Regions from separate parts of the Sus scrofa genome. Here all the other regions are linked to region 4. The links are chromatin contacts, called in public Hi-C and promoter capture Hi-C maps. All regions are on one chromosome and are shown on one strand. The core of a region is the stretch at or near the end of the contact, and the rest is flanking DNA. Distances in the headings are between cores, read along the strand shown. Region 1 holds the start of TNNI3 (troponin I3, cardiac type). Region 2 holds the start of PPP1R12C (protein phosphatase 1 regulatory subunit 12C). Region 3 holds the start of PPP6R1 (serine/threonine-protein phosphatase 6 regulatory subunit 1). Region 4 holds the start of U2AF2 (U2 small nuclear RNA auxiliary factor 2). Region 5 holds the start of KMT5C (histone-lysine N-methyltransferase KMT5C).

The links. Promoter capture Hi-C pulls out the DNA fragments that hold promoters and counts their contacts. Hi-C and Micro-C count contacts between places; a contact is called where the count stands out from the background.
Region 1: a contact with region 4 is called in a promoter capture Hi-C map of fetal skeletal muscle, with 2.8 times the contacts expected there. The contact joins the promoter of TNNI3 here to the promoter of U2AF2 in region 4. A contact is called at or near these places in 1 of 5 promoter capture datasets (fetal skeletal muscle) and 1 of 47 Hi-C or Micro-C datasets (heart right ventricle).
Region 2: a contact with region 4 is called in a Hi-C map of skeletal muscle, with 6 times the contacts expected there. The contact joins the promoter of PPP1R12C here to the promoter of U2AF2 in region 4. A contact is called at or near these places in 2 of 5 promoter capture datasets (fetal liver and liver), 3 of 47 Hi-C or Micro-C datasets (heart right ventricle, liver and skeletal muscle) and 2 of 2 datasets of contacts at active chromatin or transcription factors (alveolar macrophages and skeletal muscle).
Region 3: a contact with region 4 is called in a promoter capture Hi-C map of fetal liver, with 3 times the contacts expected there. The contact joins the promoter of PPP6R1 here to the promoter of U2AF2 in region 4. A contact is called at or near these places in 2 of 5 promoter capture datasets (fetal liver and liver) and 1 of 2 datasets of contacts at active chromatin or transcription factors (alveolar macrophages).
Region 5: a Hi-C map of heart right ventricle shows a contact between it and region 4, with 2.7 times the contacts expected there. The contact joins the promoter of KMT5C here to the promoter of U2AF2 in region 4. A contact is called at or near these places in 1 of 47 Hi-C or Micro-C datasets (heart right ventricle) and 1 of 2 datasets of contacts at active chromatin or transcription factors (alveolar macrophages).

The regions. Positions count from the first base shown.
Region 1 is chr6:59,369,069-59,371,768 of Sscrofa11.1, forward strand. It overlaps TNNI3 (troponin I3, cardiac type), which reads right to left and starts at 1,348. Exons shown (of 8, transcript NM_001098599.1): 1 at 1,277-1,348; 2 at 974-986; 3 at 727-813; 4 at 253-294. The coding sequence starts at 1,287.
Region 2 is chr6:59,345,887-59,348,586 of Sscrofa11.1, forward strand. PPP1R12C (protein phosphatase 1 regulatory subunit 12C) reads right to left here and starts at 1,291. Exons shown (of 20, transcript XR_002344812.1): 1 at 858-1,291.
Region 3 is chr6:59,446,348-59,449,047 of Sscrofa11.1, forward strand. PPP6R1 (serine/threonine-protein phosphatase 6 regulatory subunit 1) reads right to left here and starts at 1,345. Exons shown (of 24, transcript XM_021094995.1): 1 at 1,198-1,345. The coding sequence starts at 1,221.
Region 4 is chr6:59,772,769-59,775,468 of Sscrofa11.1, forward strand. It overlaps U2AF2 (U2 small nuclear RNA auxiliary factor 2), which reads left to right and starts at 1,422. Exons shown (of 12, transcript NM_001315804.1): 1 at 1,422-1,470. The coding sequence starts at 1,422.
Region 5 is chr6:59,515,797-59,518,496 of Sscrofa11.1, forward strand. It overlaps KMT5C (histone-lysine N-methyltransferase KMT5C), which reads left to right and starts at 1,262. Exons shown (of 9, transcript XM_021095006.1): 1 at 1,262-1,379.

The DNA of each region.
Region 1 (2,700 bases), core at 98-2,597, 400 kb before region 4:
GTATCGGGATGAAGACAGCGAGGAACAGCCACCCCCACCCCCCGGCCCCGTCCCGTAATTCCAGGCCGGCTTCCAGAGACCAGTCCCCTCAATGTTGAGGTCCACCATTCCAAGGCCTCACCCCGCCCTCGGAGGGCGTCCCCTCCGCAAAACTTTCCAGGCCCCGCCCACTTGCTCATCCGAAGCCCCACCCCATCCTTCAAGCTCCGCCCCCAGAAGACACCTAGACGCCTTCTCCAGGCCCGTCCGCACCTTCAGCTGCAGTTTTCTCGAGGCGGAGATCTTAGACTTTTTCTGCCGGGGTGAGAGGGAGCAACAAAGGATGAGGGAGGGGAATCCAGAGGTGGACCCGCCCCCTCGAGCTAGGTCCGGATTTAGGCCCGCCTCCAACTCCAGCCTTCCATCTAAGGGAGGCCCCGCCCCTCGTTTCCTTCCACCAATCCGAGCTTCTGTCTCTGGATAGGCACCGCCCACCGTCCCTAAAGCATTCGCTTTTCCCAAGGGCAACGGGACTCCACCCATAGGCAGCTCTCCCCGAAAAGAGCCAGGATCCCTACTAAACTCCGCCCCTGAGGCCCTTCATCCGCTTGGGCTCCGCCCAAGACCAAGATCAGGTCTAGGCCCTGGCTCCGCCTCTCCTCCCCCAGGTGCAGGTAAACTAAGGCTGGAATCCGGGCTCTGTGAAGCCTACCCAAGCCCTGCCCACCGCGCTGGCCCCGATCTCACCTTGGCGTGCGGCTCGGTGGCGTAGGCGCGGTAGTTGGCGGAGGACCGGCGTCGCACCGGGGCCGGCGCGGGGCGCGAGTCCCCCGCCTGGGGTTGGGGAAACGGAGCTGGGTCACCGGAGGGACCCCCACCCACCCACACAGCCCTTCTCTGTGCGGTCCCGCCGCAGGGTCGCAGCCTCTAGCCCCAGAGTCCTCCCCGCAGCGCCCTCCCCCGCCGTGCGAGTCCAGCCCAATCCAGCTCTCACCGCATCGCCGCTCCTGGAGGGAGAGAAACCAGGGAAGGGGGTTAATGGTGGTCTGTGTCCTGTCAGTCCTCGTCCTAAGGGAGCCCAGAGACCTCTCTGACCCAGAGTCCCACCCACCAGCTCCGCCTTCTCGGTGCCTAGGGGTCGGATTCCCAAACTCGTAGCCTCATTCCGACACCCAGGGGTCCGGTCCCTACCTCCCTGCTCTGGCGGGGAGTCCTGCCTCATAGGAACCAGGGAGATATCTCCCCGACCCGCCGCTGCCTCCGGTCTCAGGAGTCCAGGCGACCCATTTTCACTCACCGGTCTGCCATGCTGTCTCCCGCCAGGAGGCAGAGAAGCGGGCAGGGGACTCTTGGAGGGTCAGTGAGGGAGTGTCCGGAGTGACCTTGAAGGCCCCTGGGACTTCTGTCTTGTCTGTTCTCCTCGAGCCTCACAGAGGACACAGAGGAGAAGGGCGAGGACAGAGACTAAATATATTGCTGCCCCCTCCTCCCCTGCCCAGCACTAGAGATAACGGGGCGCGTGAGGGGTGGGGCGGGCCCGGCTCCAGCTGGATCACCCTTCCACCTCCGGGGCCTGGGAATCCAGCCCCTCCTTCCTCCCACCTAGGAGTCCAGGCCCCCAACCCCCTGCTCTCTCAGATCCAGGAATTCAGCCCCCACCCTCCCCAACTAAATTGCTATCTCCCTAAGGGCTGGTACTTTGTCTTTCTCATCATGTTATGGACAGTTGCAGTGCCCTAAACCTGTTAGGCCGTCAATGTATTTTCTGATTTATTTGAGGTTCTAGATGTGGTGTGCCCAGACTCTCGGCAGGCAGTACACGCCACTAGGAAACCCAGAAATCTGGTCTTGGTTTCCTCTCTTGACCACTCCTGTCCCTCCCCTTTCCTAGCCCTGGAGACAGATTTTTTTTTTTTAAGGCCATATCCGGGTCATATGGGGGTTCCCAGACCAGGTGTGGAATCCGGGGTGTAGCCGCCGGCCTACACCACAGCCACAGCAATGTCAGATCCCAGCCGCGTCTGTGACCTACACCACAGCTCATGGCAACGCCAGATCCTTCACCCACTGAGCAAGGCCAGGGATGGAACCTGCGTCCTCATGGATGCTCGTCAGATTTGTTTCCACTGAGCCGTGATGGGACCTCCTGGAGACAGATTGAAGGCAGGAAAGACACACGGACACAGGGAAAAGAGACCCTGGCTCTCTTTACTTGGTCCACGCAGGGCCTGACCAGCTCCAGAGGAGGGGACACCCCTACCCCACAGTTAGGAATGGGACGCCGGAGGACGAGGGGACCACGCAGAGGGTCTGAACCCCAGGGCCAGACCTGCAGGCTGCGTTGTTCAGGGTCTCGAGAGTGGAATGTAGAACTCAGAGAACAGTCTAGATTCTAGGAGTAAATAAATATAGAATCCCAGGAATGGAATCTGAAATTCTAGCGACACCTCTGGGGCTGAGTTGGGAGCAGAGAGTATTTTAGAGGTGGGTTCAAATTCTAGGACCTGACTTCAGAAGTTAGAGGTAGGGGACTTGGTCTCTGGGGGTCTGGTCAGACTGTCGGGTTTGGGAGGTCTGACTCCCTGCGGGCAGAGCCAAAACCTCCTGGAGTGAAACCTGAGACGCTGAAGGCAGCTAGAAGGGCTCAGGGGGCGGGGTCCGACCTTCAAGGGGTTGGGTCAGGTCCTCAGAGGGCGGGTTGGGGGCCTCAAGGGGCGGGGC
Region 2 (2,700 bases), core at 41-2,540, 430 kb before region 4:
CTGAGTGTGCCCAGAAAAAAGGGTAACGCTGCAGGCCCACACAAAGCAAGAGGACAGAGTGAAAGAGAAGTGTGTGGAGAAAGAGAAACATCCCCAAGAGAGAGCCTACAGTGCAAGGCCAGAGGTGGCACAGAGGGAGAATGAGGAGGGCACGCAGGTGAAGGGGGCAGGAGAGAGAGCAGGAGGTGAGCCAGGCGAGGGAAGCATCCACTTGAGGAGCAGAGCGCCTTGAGGGCGATGGCTCAGGAAAGAGCACCCTTACATGGCAACAGATGGCAGAGACCAAGGATGAAGAGCAGAAACCTGAAGGAAAGGGCATGGAAGGCTCGGGGGCTGGCCGAAGAAACGGCCCAGGCCAGAGAGCGGGAAAAGAAGCAGCACAGGCCCAGAAGAGAGGAGGAGGACGCTCAGGGAAAGTGGTACCTGCCTGGACTAGGGGAAACAGTGGGTACCGGTGAAGCTGGGAGAAGTGGCGGACTCGAGAAAGTGGGGCAGCATTCGATGGCAGAGTAGAGGTGGCACGGGCCAGGCTGGTTAAGAGCGCTCAAGGTGGGGAAAGAGCAGGGCGAAAGAGACAAGACGAGGATGGACTGGCCTGAGGCCCTCAGCAGTGGCTCGAGTCCGGAGAGAGGGCAGCGCAGGATGGCAAAAACCAGGCCAGTTCAAGTGGCTCAGGACTGGAAGAGGGGAGCTCCAGGTGGGTGGGATGGGAAAAGGACTCAGCACGGGATGATAAAGGACCGGGGCAGCATCGACGGTGCAGACCACGACTGGCAAGGGTGACTCTGGACTGGGAGGGAGGGTGCTCGAGGCAGCGCAGACCCAGGGCGGATCGGAGCCCGGGCGGGGGCGCTGACCTGGTGCAGGGCGCTGATGCCGTCGGCGTTGGTGGAGTCGAGCACGGCGCGGGCTGGCGGCGGGGCGGAGGGGTCCAGCTCGGCGTCAGGGTCGGGGTCGGCCGCGCGCAGCATCAAGCGCGCCTCGTCCAGGTCGCCACCCGCGCAGGCCGCCAGAAACTCGGCGGCGCGCTCGAAGCGCACGGTACGGGCGCGCCGTTCCCCGGGGCCCGGCTCGGCGCCTGCCCGCGCCCCCCACTGCCGCAACTGCTCCCGCCGCCGCTCACGGGCTGCCGCCGCCGCCGCCCCCGGGCCCGCCCCTGGGCCATCCTCGCCCGACATCGCGCCGCCCGCTCGCCCGCCAGGTAAGAAGCGAGCGAGCGAGCGAGCGAGCGACCAGCTCCGAGGCGTCGCCGACGCCCGCCCTCCTCCGGGCCGCCGGGAATTGCGTCCCGCCCCGCGCCGCCAGAGGATCTACCGGTCCCCGCCCGGCACGTGACGTCACCACGCCGACTCGGGGCCCGCTGGGAAATGGAGTCCACAGGCTGGAGAGGCAACCGGCAACCGCCTGAGGGCGGACCGCGGGGAACTCTGGGAAGTGGAGTCCATAAACGGAAATGGATCTCTGCAATAGTCCCGCCCCGAGGCACACTGGGAAATTCGCAGCTCCGCGGTGTCAAAAGGAAATCTGATTGGCGTGCTGGGAAGTGGAGTCTACAGGCGGGAGGTCGGCCCCAGGGCATGCAGGAAATGCCGTTCGCAGCATCCAGGTGACGAAGGGCTGGCCCCCGGGGACCTACTAGGAAATGGACTCGACAACCCGAAAAGTACAGAAGTTTTCCGTTTTCCCCTTTTTCATGTCATGTACTTTATTTACTTTGGGTTTGTCGCGCCCTTCAACAAGAAATAAGCCCCAGGAAGACCGGGATTTTTGTGTTGTGTGCTTTCCTTGTTCCCAGTACCTAGTAGAACGCGATCGGAAATAGTTTTTTGAATGAATGAATGAATGAGAGAACGGATTCTCTAGGTCGTGGGAAACACCAGGATACTATGGGAAATTGAGTCCGCAACCCTTGGATCATCAAGAAAATTGCAAGCCTTCCTGGGTGACCGCCCAGGGCATGCTGGGAAATTATGTATGCGGTACAAAGGTCATGACAATGGGCCGCTGGTCGCGCTGGGAAATGTAGTCCTAGGCAGAGCCCCCAAACACCCCAAGAAATAAGATTCGAGGGCAAGATAAGTCCAGAGTCCCCGAGTAACCCCTGGATCACATCGGGAAGGGAACCTGCGAGGTAGGATCCACAAATGAAAATGCCCGCAGAGCCTTAAACTGGCCCTCTCTGCCATTGCAATCACCCTGAGGCGTGGAGCACGCTGGGAAGTGTAGGCCGGGCTCTATATCCTCGCAAGCAATGCTGGGATTTGTAGTCCAGATGAGGCGTTCTAGTTGATGTGGCGGGCTAGTACGTAGCACCATAAAGCAAGAAATGAACCTTAGCTTGCGTGTTCGATTCCAGGCCTTGCTCAGTGGATTGAGGATCCGGCGTTGCCGTGAGCTGTGGTGCAGGTCGCAGACGCAGCTCGGACCCTGAGTTGTTATGGCTGTGGGGTAGGCCAGCAGCTCCCATTCAACCCCTAGCCTGGGAACTTACATATGCTGAAGGTGGGGACCTAAAGAGCAAAAGGAAAAGAAAAAAGAAAAAAGAAAACTATCCCCGTCTTAAGTACCTTGCACCTGAATCCTCATTGGGAAAGAGGTACGCACTTTGAGACCCGAACAAAGACCCCTAAAAATCGCAAAGAAAAGTGCTGAAATGCAGACACAGGCGAGATTCTTTTTCTTCCAAGGAATGTCAGAGCA
Region 3 (2,700 bases), core at 95-2,594, 330 kb before region 4:
CCAGCTCTGCACCATTGCCCCAGGGCTTCTTGCTCTGCGGCGTTGTTCTCTGGCCTCCAACACCAGCTGCCTTTCTCAGGAGCCTGCCAGTCCCCGCCTGGGCTCAGGCAGGGCCCGACGGCGGTGCCCACAAGCACCCCCACTACTGCTGCTGCTGCTGCCGCTGCCGCCCTGGGCCCAGGCACCCGGAAGTGGAGGTCAGTGTGCAAAGGCCTCTGGGAGGGCCTTGGGGCGGCCACTCGAGATGCCCCGAGACTCAGCAGAGGCTCCAACACTAGGAGAGACTATCTGGGACCTGGTGATGCTGCTGCCCTCAGCTGCCAGAGGCCTGCCCTAAAGAGACATGGGTCAGGTGAGCCCCGGGAAAGACATCGCTGCCGGCCTGCCAGCCCCCAGCCCCTCGCAGGGCCCAGCAGGTCAGAGGACAGCAAAACCACCGCCCCCAACTCCCTCAAATCCACCACCATCTCTCAGCCAAATGGGAAAAGGAGGTGGGGGACTTCTGACTCTAGAAATGGGACGTGGTGATGGCAGGACCCAAGTGTGTGCTGGATGCAGAACCCAACAGACACTTGCAAGGTAAGTGGTGGGACACCCATCTGGAAGCAGGGGCCACTGAGGCCAGAGGAGAGGAACCTGGCCAAGGCCACAGGTGGCTCTGGAAAGCTGGGAGGGAGGGACGGGGCACAACCTCCGGCTCTGGCTCCAGGCCATGCTCTCCTTGGGAGGTGGTAGTTCTGGTCCAACCCTGGGCACGGAAGACAATGAGACACCTGGCCAAGGACTGCGGAGCAACCAGGAAGATCATACGCAGGGCCACCTCCCTGACTAGTCACGGGTTCCAAAGGGAAAAGGAAAAGAACCACCAAAAGATTTGGAAATAGCCCTTGGAAAACAGAGGGGTGGAGTAAGTAAGTGTCACCAGGTGCTCCGAAGTCAGACGGGCCGGAATTCCCATCTCGCCTCTCCAACTGCAACCTCGTGGGCCCAGACCGGGGGCCTCGCCATCACTGAGGCCGAGACGGCTCTGCCCGTGCCAGGAGCCACGAGACCTCGCCAAGGGAAACCCGCGGTTCCTCCTGGAAAGGAGCGTGTGTCCCCACCCTCCAGGCACTGAGCCTGCCCAAGTGCCAAGCAGGCGCCCGGGGACGTGGGGAAGGCCTCTCATCTTCACCACAGCGGCCAGGCCTCTCTCACCTCATCTCGCGTGGCCACCCGCATGGCGCTCAACCCGGCTGCCACACCTGACTGCTCGCCTGCGCCCTCACCTCTGCCCTGGCTTGGCGCTCCCTCTGCCTTCCCTCCAGCTCTTCGAGCCTGACTAGCTAGCTCCTTCTGGGTCCTTCAGGCTTCAGCGCAGACACCACTTCCTCCAGGAAGCCTGCCCTGACTGGGCAGAGGCCTGCTCCACACTTCCACAGCTTCCGCGCTCATGTGGTGACGGCATCTGAGCAGCCTGGGACGGGACCTGCCTGTCCCGTCTCCTGCCTCCCGCAGCGAGATGCCCGTTTCCCTGGACCTCCGCGTACAAGGCCAGGGCCACGGCGACACGCGCGTCTTGAATTAATGAAAACAAACTGGAGTGCAGGGGGAGAAAGTGACTGCTAAGGTCGCTTAGCCACGGATCCTGAAAAATCTCCTGAAAAATGGGCGGGTGGATGGGTGGGCTGGGAGATCAGCAGACTCTCCCAGGCTGGAAAGGAACAGGAAGTACCCCAGACATAAACGCAAAATAAAACACCCAACTCGGAGCACAGGGCCGCGCACGGTGGCGAGAGCAAATAAATACGCCACAGGCGTACATGACACCCAAGCCAGAGAAGAGGGTGCCTCCGCATGGGCACTGCCCTGCCGAGCGGGGCGGGAAAATATCCTGCTGCCTCCACCAGGCTCAGTCCGCAAAACCACCCCCCCCGGGGGGGGGGGCATGACGTCAGCACCACCTCACACCCCACTCAAGTTTCTCTGCAACTCTGAGGCCCGGCCCACCCCTGACAACACGTCCTCCTGCTCCGAAACACGCTGCCTTTCAGGCTGGTCCCCCACGACGTCTGTCCTCGGCACAGGCGTGTCAAGGCCGGCCCAACCGAGCAGGCCCCTAAGCAGGCGGCGGGCAGGGGCCTGGACCCGCGGCCCCACCGAGGCGCCCGCCCCTCCCTCCCCGCAGGCCACGCCTGGGGTCCCCCCTGCCCGCATCTGCACGTGCAGTTCCTGCCACCCGGAAGGCCCTCCTTCCCACGCTCCACCTGTCAACTCCTACTCGTCCTCCCGGACAGAAAAAGCCACCCGCCCAGCCAGTCTCACCAGTCCCTCCACTATGTAACCCCCTGCACGCCCGAGGTACCTCCATCGCCACCCCAGCACCTGCGACTGCCCCGCTCTGCCTCGGGGTCCCCTGGGCAGGGCCCGGGGCTGGTCCCTCCCCGCCTCGGTGCCCAGCACCGGGCGCTCCCCGCCCTGCCCTCAGCAGGCGTCATCTCAGAGGAGGGCGACCGAGAGGGGGGCCACCCCCCACCAGACCGGCTCCTGGCTCCTCACAGCCGGAGACAGCAGGGCGGCGGGCAAGCCCCGCGCGCGGCTCCCCTGGTCCCCGAGCCCAAGGATGAGAGGCAGAGACGCGACGGGGTCCAGGATGCGGGCGGCGGAGGGAGGAGCGACCCGGAGGGAGGGCCGAGGGGGTCCCGGGCAAGGGTCCCAGCG
Region 4 (2,700 bases), core at 172-2,671:
GAACAACTCGGAGGAGCAGAACTCCGGGAAGGAGGCATGAGCCGACTTGGACCAGAGGCAAGGCGGCAGAAGGCGGGACTCAATGACTTTTGGGAGAGGCGACCATCGAGGGGAGCGGGGAGCTCTGAACAGAGACTGCCTCCAGGAGGCGGTAAAGCGAGATTCTCTGTCTCCCGGAAGTGCCCGCTGCGTGGCTAGCAGCGTCGGCGCGGTTGGGGGGGGGAACGCTCGCTTGTGTGGTTGCCACGGCAACCGCAAGGGGGCGGCCTTGCTCAACGGTCGGGAATGTAGTCCCTTCCCTGGAGGAAGGAAATCTCGCGCACGCGCGCTCGGGCTGTGGCCCCGACGACCCGCCCCCCCTCTCCGAACAGTGAGAGGTCTCGGTTCAGACCGATCTCTACGCAGGCGCAGAGGCTCTCTCGCGCTCGCCCCTTCCACTTTGCGCATGCGCACAAAGCCGCGCTGGCAACCTCCGCAGCAGCCGCGCGCACTCTTCACTCCGCTGGCTGCTTTTGTCTCGCGAAACCTTCTTAGGCGCTTCTCAACATCGGTCCTTCTTTTCCTCCCATCGCCCCACAGGGAGAGCCGGGTGCTGAGAGCCGAGACCCTGCCTCTTCTTTTCCTTTCCCCTGACCCACCTCGCCTCTGTCCTCCCTCCCTTTTTGGTTCCCGGAGCCGGAAGGAGCCGAAGCGCCCACGGAAAAAGCCGAAGGTGTCTGCTGTGAGTCCTTCCCCAGGCGGTGGCGGAAGGAGCCGAAGTTCTCCGAAAGGGGGAGGAGGTTGCTCTTGGAATCTCCGGAAAGAGCCGAAGTTTGGAAACGGGTTTAATCTCTGGTTGGGCCCGAGGGGGAGCGCCAGAGACCTTCGGAAAGTGCCGAAATCCGGGACGGTTAGGATTGTCGGAAGTGGCCGATTGCTTGGACAGGGCCGTTGGGAAAGAGAGGGTAGAATCCGTGGAAGCAGCCAAAGACGGACGGTTTGAGTTCTTGGAAGAAGCTGAATTCTAAGTGGGGAGTCTGGGTGCTAGGAATGCGAGGACCTACGGAAACATCCGAACGTTGAAGAGCTACTATCCGAAAAGTTACGAAAACCTGAGAAGCCTGCGAAACCCTCGCTTCGGGTGTTTTCGGAAGCAGCCGAAGTCGCCTCTCCCTTCGCTCCTCCACGGTCCGGAAATAGCCGACGCGTTTCGGAGCCAGGCCCTGGGGGGAGGTGCGCCTCGTGGGCGGGCCGGCGGGGAGAGGGGCGGAGCCGGGGCGGGGCTGGGCGGGCGGCAGGGGCTTGATTAGGTAGGAGGCGGTGGAACGCCGGCGGCGGCCGGAAGTAGCCGAAGCAAGCGGCGGAAGTAGCCGAAGCGGCCGGATCGGGCGCGCGGCAAGGCGAGGCGAGAGCTACACAGGGCCCTACGCGGCCGCCTCAGCATGTCGGACTTCGACGAGTTCGAGCGGCAGCTCAACGAGAATAAGCAAGGTGAGGGCGCCGGGGGTGCGGGGCGGCGGGCGGGGCGGCTCTCGGCTTCCCCCTGTGTCCCCCGCCATTTTCCCCCTCGCTTCCCCCCCTTAGGCCCGCACGGCGCCCCCCCACCCCGCGGTGCGCGCCTTACTCACGTGACCGCCCGGCGTGCCGCCGCGCGGGAGGGGAGGGGGCGGCGGGCGCATGCGCGCCGCGTTCGGTTCCGCGCCCCACGTGGCCCCCGGCGCGGGTGGCGCGGGCGCCGCAGGCTGTCGGGAGTCCGTTGCGGACTTATTTTCTATTTTTTTAATTTGGAAAGGAGATTATGTAGATTGGGTCCCGCAACCCCTCCTTTTCTCCCGATGCCCTCGCACTTCCGCTTCCGGCCGGGCCCGCGGCCGGTGTCTCCACGCCCCCTTTGTTCCAAAATGGCGGTTGGAGCCCCCCTTCACGTGGGCGCATGCAGGGCCGCGGTGTGGGCCCTTCTCGCACCGCCGCCCTTCGCGCCTTTCCTGGGGGCTAGTCGCCGGGGTCCCTTCCAGCCTAACGTGGGTGATGCGGTGTCTCCTGGGAGAGGTCCGCACTGTGCGTTTTCAGTGTTCCTCCCGCACGCGGTTCTCCCTCGCGCCGTCGCGCCAGGCACAGTGTGGCGTGTCTGCCCCCCATATCTCCTCAGTTAGACAGGTCCCCTGTTCTGTACGAGCCCACCCTCCGGGCGCCGCGTGTGTCCGCCTTTTCAACGTGGCGATAAAGAGACAGGCTCGGAGCGAGTAGGGAGACTTAGCTCAGTTGGGAGGATGGGAGGCAAAGTCCCTCCGGTGATGCGGAGTCCAAGTAGGAGGCCGAGCTAGTGCCGACTAGTTTGGACACCCCACGAATGTTAGAACAAACTTAGGCCTGGAGGAGGTGGCGAGCGCGAGGCCTAAGCTCCTTGTGGTCAGAGGACTGCACAGGGGGCGGGGGGCGCTGGGGTTCCCCTTTCAGCCCAGTCTGCAGTTGGGAGCAGGTGGCTGGTTTAGGAGGAGACAGCGCCTGGGGAAGACGAAGTCGGGTTTCGGAGTGCCCACGGGGTGTCTGTACACGTTGTAACGCTTCACAGCACAGGCTTTGGAGGGGAGGAGACTTGGCTTCTAGTACCTGCTTTGTTGCTAAGTAGTTGTGGAACTTTAACACGTCTATGCTTTTTTTTTTTTTTTTTAATCCTTTTCTTGTGTGTAGTGGCTGTTAAATAGGTATGTGTCTTTATTA
Region 5 (2,700 bases), core at 12-2,511, 260 kb before region 4:
GCTCCCCTGCTCTGGGTGAGGCTTCTTCTCTCCTCCGGAGCTGTAGCCATCCTTATGGGAGGGGGTGTCTGGGTTAGGGGTGTCTCAGTTCCAGGAGTCGTCCCAGTTGCAGAAGGAATAGTAAGAACAGAGGGTGGGAGCCTGGACGAACGGATGAAGGACACTTAGGAGAGTGTTAAGTTGGACGCTTCAAAGAGGGACCAGTGTGGTTCTTGTTTTATAGATGTGAGCCTGAGGCCCAGAGAGGGCAAACCATTTCTCCAACGTCACACAGCGAAGGGACGCAGAAACCAGCGTCATACATTGATTGACTCCAGGACAAATACACGAAGTACCTACTCTGCGCCCCACATTGTTCCAAACGCACAGGATATATGGCAGTCAGCAAAACAAAGACCTTCTGATCCAACTGTGGAACTTATTATTCCGGGCTTAATTATGATGCATTGCTAATTATGTTTGCCTCTAGGGTTGCTGCAGGGGGGTGATTCCAATTAGGGGAGGGGGGTGCCCCATGGGAGCGCCCCACGAGCCAGGGCTTCCTCCAAAACCCCCACCTCTCCATCGCCCTCTTTCTGACCTGTTCACTCACAGAGTGTTAATGTGGATACTCAAAATTAAACAGGGTATTTGGGGTCCAAAAGGGAGGAAGAGAGATTGAAGAGTCCTTTGTATCCGGCAGGGCTGTCAATAAAGTTTTGTCGCCTTGGCAACCAGGGTCCTCTCCCGGCGTGGCGACGGAGGTGCGCGCGCATTCACCCCCCTCCCGCCTGCCCCTGCTTTCTCCCTCCGGTGGCGAAAGGCTTCACCAGAGAAAGAGAATAGGCAGGTCGCGACTCTAAGGTGACGGGCGGAGACCTGAACCAATGGAAGGACGAGTCGTTCCAAGGCCGGCCAATCACACGCGGGCTCTGAAGCCGGCGGAACCCGCCCTCTTTCCCCTAGGACCCGAATAACCCGACCCAAACCGGAGTTTTGCCGGGAGGGACGGCGCTTTTGCCCAATGAGGGCGTCGATTTCGGGTTGTGGGCGGGGATACGTCTCCATGGTAGCAGATGAAGGACAGCAGTGGCGTCCACTGGACGCAGTTGGCGGCGCTTGACGGCAAGGCGGGCGTGGCGGGGTTTTGTAGGGGCACTGCCGGGGGCGGGCGGGGAGGGCCAGAGCGGATCTTGGCCAATAGGAGTGGCGCGAGCTTCGTAGCAACTGAAGAGTGGCGGCCACCTTGGCCAATGGGAGGACACGGTGGCCGTGGCGGGGCAGGCCCGGCGGGGCCGACTGGAGGCGCGGCGACCGTGTCTGACGAGAGCTGGAAGAGGCAGTGGGAGGTGGTGGCATCGGCGGCGCGGGCGCCAGAGGAGGAGGAGGAGGAGAAGCGGGTGAGGGGCGGCGCGGGGCCCGACCTCTGAGCCCCTTCTCGGCCCCCGCCCCGCGCTGCCTTGGCTTCGGGTCGTCCCTAGCCCCGACTGTCCCCGCCCCACCCGGCCCTTCCTCGTGTCCAGGCGCCCACGTCTCCCCGCCCTTCGGCGAGCCTCAGGGTGCTCGCTGCGCCTAGCCCCTTCCCCGTGCTTCTTCACCCGGGGCCCTCTCCGCAGCCCCGGGCCTTCCCCCGGCCCCGCTCTCGCGCTCCAGGCCCTTCCCTGGACCCTCAGCTCGCCCTCTGCGCTGACTCTTCCTCCCCTTCCTGGACTTGAGGCTTTTCCCCTGCACTCTCACCGCCTAGCCAAGTCCTTCCCTGGAGCCCCCAGTCTTCCCCAGGAGCCTGTCTGCTTCCCCAGTTGCCCTCTGGTCCTCAGGCCCTTCCCCTGCACTCTCACCGCCTACCCAGGCCGCTGGAGCCCCCCCACCGCCGTCTTGCGCAGGCCCCTGTCTGCTTCCCCCAGTTTCCCTCTGGACCTCAGGCCCTTCCCCTGCACTCTCACCGCCTACCCAGGCCCTTCCTTGGAGCCCAGGCTCTTTCCTCAAGGCCGTTCTACGCTCCTCCCCGGCTCCCTAGGACTTCCCCATCCCTGTTTGCTTTTCCAAGCCCTGTACTGGACCCCCTAGCCGCCCCCCTCGACCTGCTCAGGACTCTTCCCCGGAGCTGCAGGTTCTTCTCTGCTTTCGTTGGCCCCCTTGTCACCCTGCTGGCTTTTCTGGGGTCCTCCCTGGATCCCCAAGCTATCCCGCAGGCCTCTGTCCCTCCTGCAGGCACGCTGGCCCGTCACTCTGCCCCAGCTCCCACCCCACAGTGTCCATTTTTCTCTTTCCCCACATGCCCCTCTGTAGCCTCCTTTCTGTCCCAGCGCCCACCCGCGGCACCCCCTCTTTATCCCCAGCCTTCGTGTCTTCTCGACCCCCTTTCCCAGCCGCTCTAGCTCCCAGTCTGTCTTCCACCCCCCATTCCGAGGCACCATGGTGTGGGCCCCCCCCCCCGCAGGCCCTCTGCAGTGGGGTTAGGAGGCTTGTTTTGTTGCCTTTGGCTAATCCCTGTCTTTCTCCTCCTTTTTTATGGGCCTCTTCTGCTTCTCCATACTGTTCCTTCTCTCTCCCCCTCCCCCGCTTTGTCCTCTGCGCCCCTCCCTCCCCCGGAATCCTTGGAGAGGGAGCAGGTGCTGGGATCCCTCCTTTGCTCTCCCTCGCCTCACCCCCCCCCCCAGGCTGCCTGGGGTTTCACCCAGAGCCTTCTGAGGACTCCCAAGGGCTACTGGGGAGGGGGGT